2 separate regions of the Mus musculus genome follow, and region 1 is linked to region 2. Evidence: chromatin contacts called from public HiChIP or PLAC-seq data. All regions are on one chromosome and are shown on one strand. Each heading gives the region's core, a stretch centred on a gene start, on an enhancer-like site or on the middle of the called end of the contact. The rest is flanking DNA. Distances are from core to core; before and after follow the strand shown. Region 1 overlaps Arhgef17 (Rho guanine nucleotide exchange factor (GEF) 17). Region 2 holds the start of Coa4 (cytochrome c oxidase assembly factor 4).

What was found. HiChIP or PLAC-seq counts read pairs in DNA pulled down with a chosen protein or histone mark.
Region 1: a contact with region 2 is called in an H3K27ac HiChIP or PLAC-seq map of SST interneurons, with 3 times the contacts expected there. The contact joins the enhancer-like site here to the promoter of Coa4 in region 2. A contact is called at or near these places in 8 of 39 promoter capture datasets (the C10 cell line, the HPC-7 cell line, HPC-7-derived erythroid cells and 4 more), 2 of 15 datasets of contacts at CTCF or cohesin (large pre-B cells and pro-B cells), 12 of 484 Hi-C or Micro-C datasets (B cells, the Ba/F3 cell line, CD8 T cells and 6 more), 14 of 115 datasets of contacts at active chromatin or transcription factors (the 230-238 cell line, SST interneurons, differentiating embryonic stem cells and 10 more) and 1 of 9 other capture datasets (pancreatic islet).

Annotation. Positions count from the first base shown.
Region 1 is chr7:100,893,239-100,896,881 of GRCm38.p6, forward strand. All of the region lies in intron 1 of Arhgef17 (Rho guanine nucleotide exchange factor (GEF) 17), which reads right to left. Among named protein-coding and RNA genes, the nearest start is that of Mir3102, 13 kb to the left of the region's middle. Within about 2 kb of position 1,518, at least 124 of the 459 cell types and tissues checked have an H3K27ac peak or open chromatin away from gene starts, as enhancers often do. A contact at or near this core is called in CD8 T cells, SST interneurons, differentiating embryonic stem cells and 6 more, where this site is marked.
Region 2 is chr7:100,535,308-100,538,692 of GRCm38.p6, forward strand. It overlaps Coa4 (cytochrome c oxidase assembly factor 4), which reads left to right and starts at 1,793. Exons shown (of 2, transcript NM_183270.2): 1 at 1,793-1,885. It overlaps Gm39058 (a long non-coding RNA gene), which reads right to left and starts at 1,812. Exons shown (of 2, transcript XR_869836.2): 1 at 1,497-1,812; 2 at 284-404.

The DNA of each region.
Region 1 (3,643 bases), core at 268-2,767, 360 kb after region 2:
ACTGTCCCCTGCCCACACTCACTGGCCAGCCACCCCCAACCTGGGTCATGGTCAGAGAAGTTTCCTGAGGGGGAGGGCTGGCACTGAGCCGGTTGGCCGGGAGACTGGGGGTAGAGGGAGCTGACGCTGCAATGCAGCCGCCTCTCCCGGCCTCCTCCCCACTGCAAAGCACAGTGGGCTGTCATTCAGCTGTCAGGTAACGCACAGAAAACAAGGCCAGCTCCTTGTCACTGCGTGGAGCACCCTCTGCACGTGTCCGGACACGGGAGCAGTGCAGGGGGGCGGGGGACAGGGGAAGCAGGAGATGGAGGGACAAAGCAGCTGTCAACCAGATCGGCAGGCCCACCTGTTCCAGGCTGGCCAGCCCTTCAGCCTGCTTCCCTCGGGATCCCCTAACCCTTCAGTAGCCACAGACAGGACCCTGGCATGGGGACCAAGGGGGCCCGTGGGAAGGTGGACACGGCAGGAACTTGGTAAGGGGGACTCTCCTGTCATTAAACCCAAAGACAGCGTGAAGAAAGATTCATAGAGAGGCTATGAAGGCCAGATGCCCCACATCAAGACAAAAATGAAGCCTAGTTATCCAGCTGCGAGGTAGGCCCTTTTGCCCAGACTCCTGGAGCATTGGAGACACGTATGCAAAACACAGTACAGTACCCGGATTAGGCCTAGTCCCCATTGTGCCCATAGCACGGAACAGAGTCAGGGCCCAGACAAACACAAAAACAAGGCAGCATCCCTGGTCCCAGCCTCCTCCAGTTTCCAGAAAGGCCACTGGAGGCAGAGATGGGGACAGGCCCCAGGGTCCCAGTGGCAAAGTGGTGGTGCAGTTGGGGCCCTTCAACCCTGAGGGAGGTTGTAAATCTGGCTTTCCTGGGGACCCAAGGTGTCCCAGGAACAAATCTGCTTTCACCTGACCCATTTGACAAGAGAGTACTGTCTTGGGCCTTGACCCTGCCAACCCAACTAGTGCAGCCAGAGTTGGCTGTGCCGGTTGGCCATGGGGAGGAGGCTCATCAATCTCTCTGCCTACATCTGAGGTCAGCTCTCCTCAACCCGGGCACTGACAGGCAGGCAGGTCCTGGTTTCTGAGCTAAGTTCCAGGCCCTGTTCTCCAGCATCGGCCTACGCTACCCCATCTCCTGGGTCTGCAGCATCCTAGGCCAAGACCCAAGTTCCCGGCTGCCCCTCCCCCTCCCAGTACCTGGGCCTCCCCCGGCTCCTCCGCGGTGTCAGAGCCCCCGTCCCCGCCCCCGGCGGACTCCCCGGAGGCGGCGGCCGAGCCCAGATCGCGCATGTCTTCCAGCGCGATGGTGAACTGGGCCAGGGTCTTCACCATCTGAAGCATGCGGCCGGGCTGCCGCCGGGGCGGGTACTGCGCAGAGTCGGAGGGCCCCCTCCCACCCGCGCTCCTCGGGGGCCTTAGCCCCGCCGCGGTGGTGGTGGCGGCTTGAGTAGCAGCGTCAGTGAGGGCGCAGCCCGCGGTGGCGCTGCGGCCTCCTCCGCGCAGGGAGTGCGCGCGGCGTCGCAGGGGGAGAGTCCCGCCCTCTGCGCGCCGCCCCTTCTCCCGCAACAGGCTCAGTGCCTCGGGACCTCGCACCCCCGCCTCAGGACACAAGTCACACACACTCGCGGATAAAGACGCGTCCACAGTGTATCTAGTGCGCACACACAGATCTACACCCAGGAGCCATGGATGAATAGAGCTGGCATAGAACAGGCCCGGGGGGGGGGGGGTAGGGTAGGGTCAAGTGCACTCTCACATACAGATCCCCAATTCCTGACACCCAGGAGCCTGACCCACCATCTTTCACAATAATGCGACTTTCTTGATCAACAACTGCAGTGTGGCAGACGCAGGCACCGTTCCATGTAGGTATCAAATACGGGATGGCTGAAAACCTCACTGGCCCCAGCCAGTGAGAGAGGGATTTGAGTGTGATAGAGAGAGGCTGTCACACAAATCACCCACATTAAGTCACCCCTATCCCTACCACCATCTCCCCCAGGTGTTCTCTACCTGGCTCCAGTCCTGTTCCCTTCCAGTGCCTCTCCCCAAGACCCTCACTGGGAAAGCCCCACCCCCACCCCCAAATCTGCCCTCCACCAACTTCCTGGCTTTTGTTTAAATGTGATCCTCCATCTTCTGGCTCCTTCCACAAATGCCAGGACGAGGCTAGAATCTACTCCAGGGTCCATTTAAGTAGGACTGGGGTGTGGTGAGAAACAACTTTGACACCAAATCCCACTGGGCACCAGGAAGGGGGTCCATACTGTGTCTTACTCCTCACTAGCTCCACCTCCTTCAACATTGTGGGTTCCCACACTCACCAAGCTTGCATCTGACTCCCTCTCTCCAACCCGTTCTCTCTGGATTTCCTGAGCAGTTAATGAACCTCGATCACACAAGCTAGGCTCACCCTTGTTCCCACTCCTACACACTTCTTTGTTTCACCCTAGCCAACTCTCTGTGTCTAGAAAAGTCACCTCTCCCTTGCCTGGGGGCCTTGACCTAAGCCCGTTCCCTCTCCTTAGCAACCAATGTCTTCACTCAACTGCTCTACACAATGTCACCTCTTCTAGGAAGCCCTCCGGTCTTCGAGGTAGGTGTTATGTGCCTGTTCTGTGTTCTCCAAGATCTTCAGTTTTCTTATCTTAACCACAGATAGTCTGTAATAATGGATTGATGCCCACCTTCACCCAGGAGACTGCTGGCTCCCTGAGGTAAGGGTTCTTGGTAAGCCAAGGCACTGAACACACGTAACAGACGGTTGGTCTCAATAGCTTTGCTTTTCCCCTTGGCCAGTCAGCATGGGTACATTTCTGAGCATCTTTTCAGTGTGGAGGTCCCTGCATCCCTCTATCCAGCCCTGCTTCATTAGCCCAGACTCCACACCCCATTCTAAGGAACTTAAAAAAAAATACTTGCATATTTTTAATCTACATGTATGAGTGTGTTGCCTGCATGTATACCTGCTTGGTGTCTATGGAGACCGGAAGAGGGTGTTGGACCCTGGCACCCATACCAGGGACCCCCCCCACCCAAGGTCTCATGTAGCCTAAGGGCCATGTAGTGGAGGAGGACCCTGAACTGACTCCTCTGTAAGCACCTTCCCAGTTCTGGGACTACAGGCATGCACTACCGTGCCTGGTTTGTAGCATGCCCCCGCTTGGATCCAGGGTCTTGTGTATGCCACACAGGTAATGCACCAACTTAGTTTGTCCCTAGCACCTTTAAGTTTTGCTACCGGTACTGAAGATTGAACTTGAGGCCGTCTGCACACCGAGCAAACGGCGGGTGGGCTTTCTTTCTTCCTGTGATGCTGTCTGTTTGAGCCTGAGTCTTCCTACGCAGCTCAGGTTAGCCTCAAACTCATGACCCAGGTAGGGATGGAGCTTAGTGGCAGGGGGTTTGTCTAGCCTGTGTGAGGTTATGGGTCTAGTCCCCAGAACTTTTTTTTTTTAAGTGCATATAACTTCTGTCTAGGCAAGATGGCGAACGCCTATAACCCCAATACTTGGGAGGTGGAGGCAGAAGGCTCAGCAGTTCAAGGTTATCCTTTGCTATATATAAGTTCAAGGCCAGCCTGGGCTACAAGAGGCCCCGTCTTAGGAGCAAAACAAAGCAGGTCTGGGAATATTC
Region 2 (3,385 bases), core at 543-3,042:
AACATTTCAGGCCTGACAGGGCAACATAGTGAGACCTTGTCTCAAAAATAATAAATAAATAACTTTCATATTTATCTCTTTGAAGACCCAATTTAGGCATCTGTACAGATGATACACTTATGTAATTGACCCATAGGAACACCACCACCACCACCACCACACACACACACACACACACACCCCACATACCTATATTGGAAGTCAGTTGAAACTGAGGAAAGCAAACTGACTTTGGAGGAAATACAATGAAAGACTGACTATAAATCAAACCACAAAGCCAGGCTGTGGTGGCACATGCCTTTAATCCCAGCACTTGGTAGACAGTGGAAGGAAGATCTTGGAGACTGAGTTCAGCCTAGTCTATAGATCAAGTTCCAGGATAGCCAGGGCTACACAGAGAAATCCTGTTTCAAAAAAAAGTTTTAGAGGTGAAGTTCATTATATGTAGAGAAAGTTGCTAAAGTAATTTTATCTTGTTTACTGGTTATAAAGTAGAATTTTATCTTCTCTGATGACAGGTGAAAATCACCAGACATAGATATATGATAAATACACATATATGGTAAATACATATATAAGTACATATATGCTTGATGATCTATATGTATTTATCATAAATATGTGTGATGATCTTCACTTATCATAGTAAAGAACTAAGCTTCAAGGTTGGTCCCGGTGGCACACACTTGTCATTGCAACACTCGGAGAGCTAAGGCAGGAAAGCCACAAGCTTGAGGCCAGCCTGAACTACATATTCAAGGCTAGCTACTACACACAGTAGCTACTGCTACATAGTGAGACCCTATCCCCCCAAATACAAATAAAATACCCAAAACAAAACCAAAAATAGATACAAAACATAATAATGGTATGTGAAATGACAGATAATCAATAAAATGAGCTTTTCTCACAGAATTTAGGAAGGTTGATTGTGTGTGTGTGTGTGAGAGAGAGAGAGAGAGAGAGAGAGAGAGAGAGAATTCAATGGTCAGGAATGACACAGAATGCCATTCAGAGGTAAAAGAGGATTAGAGTTGTCTGGATATGGCTAGGTGCAATAACTCACTTTCCACCCTGAAGCCTAGAGAGATGGAAAGTTAAGAAAAGGGTCTCCAGGGAGCTTGTGTGCACTGTCAATGAAAGTGGGGAAGAGAAGGCAGGCAGAGTGAGGAAAGATCAATCCCTTGGCCCCTGCAAGATGGTTCCTGAGTAAAGTTGCCAGCCACCATACAACCTGAGTTCAAGACCAGGACCCACATGTTAGGACAGAATCAATTCTTGCTGTTCTCTGCTCTCCACACGTGTACCTCAACGCCACACATAAATACACAAATGTAAATAGAAAATGCCTCTTCCTTTCACTTCAGCAATTAGGGCATTCTAGATCCTAGTTATGGCATGGGACACACTGTGCATACATGTTTCTTTGTTTTACTTGGGAATGAAAAATGTCCCATTTGAAATTCCTTTTCTGGATCCTGTGCCCTTCAGCTTACTTGGCAACCCATGCGGTAACACTTCAGACATGGGTCCAGTCAGAGCTCTTGCTGATGAAAAGGCATAATGGCTACCCGCCTCCTCCGTCACTCTCAGGTGGCCTGGAGTCACCTGAGGGTGTGTACACAGTCTCTCAGAACGATCCAAGGTGCCTTCCCTAGGATCCGGTCTCCATTGGTCCGCTCCTTCCGCCCTTTCCCGGAAGAGGCGGGCTGAAGGCGGGCTCTACACGGAGAGTTCACCAATGGGAATTGCAGAGGGCTCTGTTCTTCCGCGTGTGTGCTCCCGCTGGGTCGGCTTCCTGCGGAGAGAACAGGGGGCGTCCTTATTGCCTACGAATCCCCGCGTCTGGGGCGGAACGCGCTCGCACGCTCTTCTGCACCTGCGGGTGAGCACTGCGCACGCATCCCTACACCGGATGCACAGTGGGGACGGCGGGAGTGCTCCTGAAACTGGGAGAGGTGCTTCAGGGGACTTGGATGCCTGTATTTCTCTCCTTCCTCTTCCTTGTCATGCCTTACTAGAAGGCCTTGCCAAGCTGTCAGGCATCTAGCCTGCCCTTATTTCTAAGCATGGGTTGAACTCATTTTATTCAAGGAGTACCGAGGACAACATGTATTGGACATATACTGCAGTGCTATTTACAAAGTCTACCTAGTGAATCTTAAAGCGATTTTATTTTGTGTGTGTGTGTGTGTGTGTGTGTGTGTGTGTATGATTTGTTGACGGCCCTACCTAATAATACAGGTCTCCAGGCAAAGACATTTACCCTTTTATTGTGCCTCCGTAGCGGTGAGGTTTATATAGAGAAGTGCTTAAATCGTCTTGTGACCTACCCCTTTTCCTCATGATAATAGTCTTAAACTCCTAACATGGGCTGCAAAGCTTTGCTGATCAATCATTTACTTATTTCTGCCAATTTTCATTTCCTGCTCTTCTGGTTTCTCCAGTTACTGAAGTGTTTTACGAGGCTGAGAATCAAATTCAATTTACTTTTCCACGTTGGACATTTGTACTACTACCAAACTACATTTTCAGCCCAGTCATCGAACTTGTGATTCCTCTCATGTGTCTACCTCTAGCCAGAAATAGTTTTCCCATGTTTGGCTAACTCATTCATCCTTGAGTTTCATCCTGGAAGTCAGGTTCTCTAGAAAGTCTTGACAGATTAGACCTGCCTCGTTTTCCCAGCTGTCTGTACATACTGTTGTAAACTTCCAGTTTACTTGCCTAGATTGTAAACTCCATGAGGGCAGGAATTGTCTCTAGCTTGGTCTTGTTTGTATACTCTTTTTTTTTTTTTTAAAGATTTATTTATTTATTATATGTAAAGTACACTGTAGCTGTCTTCAGACGTACCAGAAGAGGGCATCGGATCTCATTACGGGTGGTTGTGAGCCACCATGTGGTTGCTGGGATTTGAACTTCCGATCTTCGGAAGAGCAGTCGGGTGCTCTTACCCACTGAGCCATCTCACCAGCCCTTGTATACTCTTAATATAGTAGCCAACACACAACACAGTAACCACCTATTAATGAATAAGACAGAAAAGAGGCATTTAGCGCCTTTATACCCCGTCGTAACAAACTTTTTGCAAAGGTTGAAGTTATCTCTATTGAAGCCTTTCCTGAGTTCTCTCTTGCTGCATTCTGTAGGGTTCTCTCTTGCTGCATTCTGTAGGGTTCTGAAACAGATGATCTTTGGGAAGCAGTCTGGGCAAATAAGCTCACATTTGGATATTGCTGACTAAACAGCCTCATACCACACAGACCCATCTTTTGCCTCAGCCTCCACGTGATTTATGCTACAGCTACACTGAGCTCCTCAGTTCCCCCCACCAGTCAAACCTGCATGTACTTGGGCTGTCTTCCAAGTGTTCAACCTTACT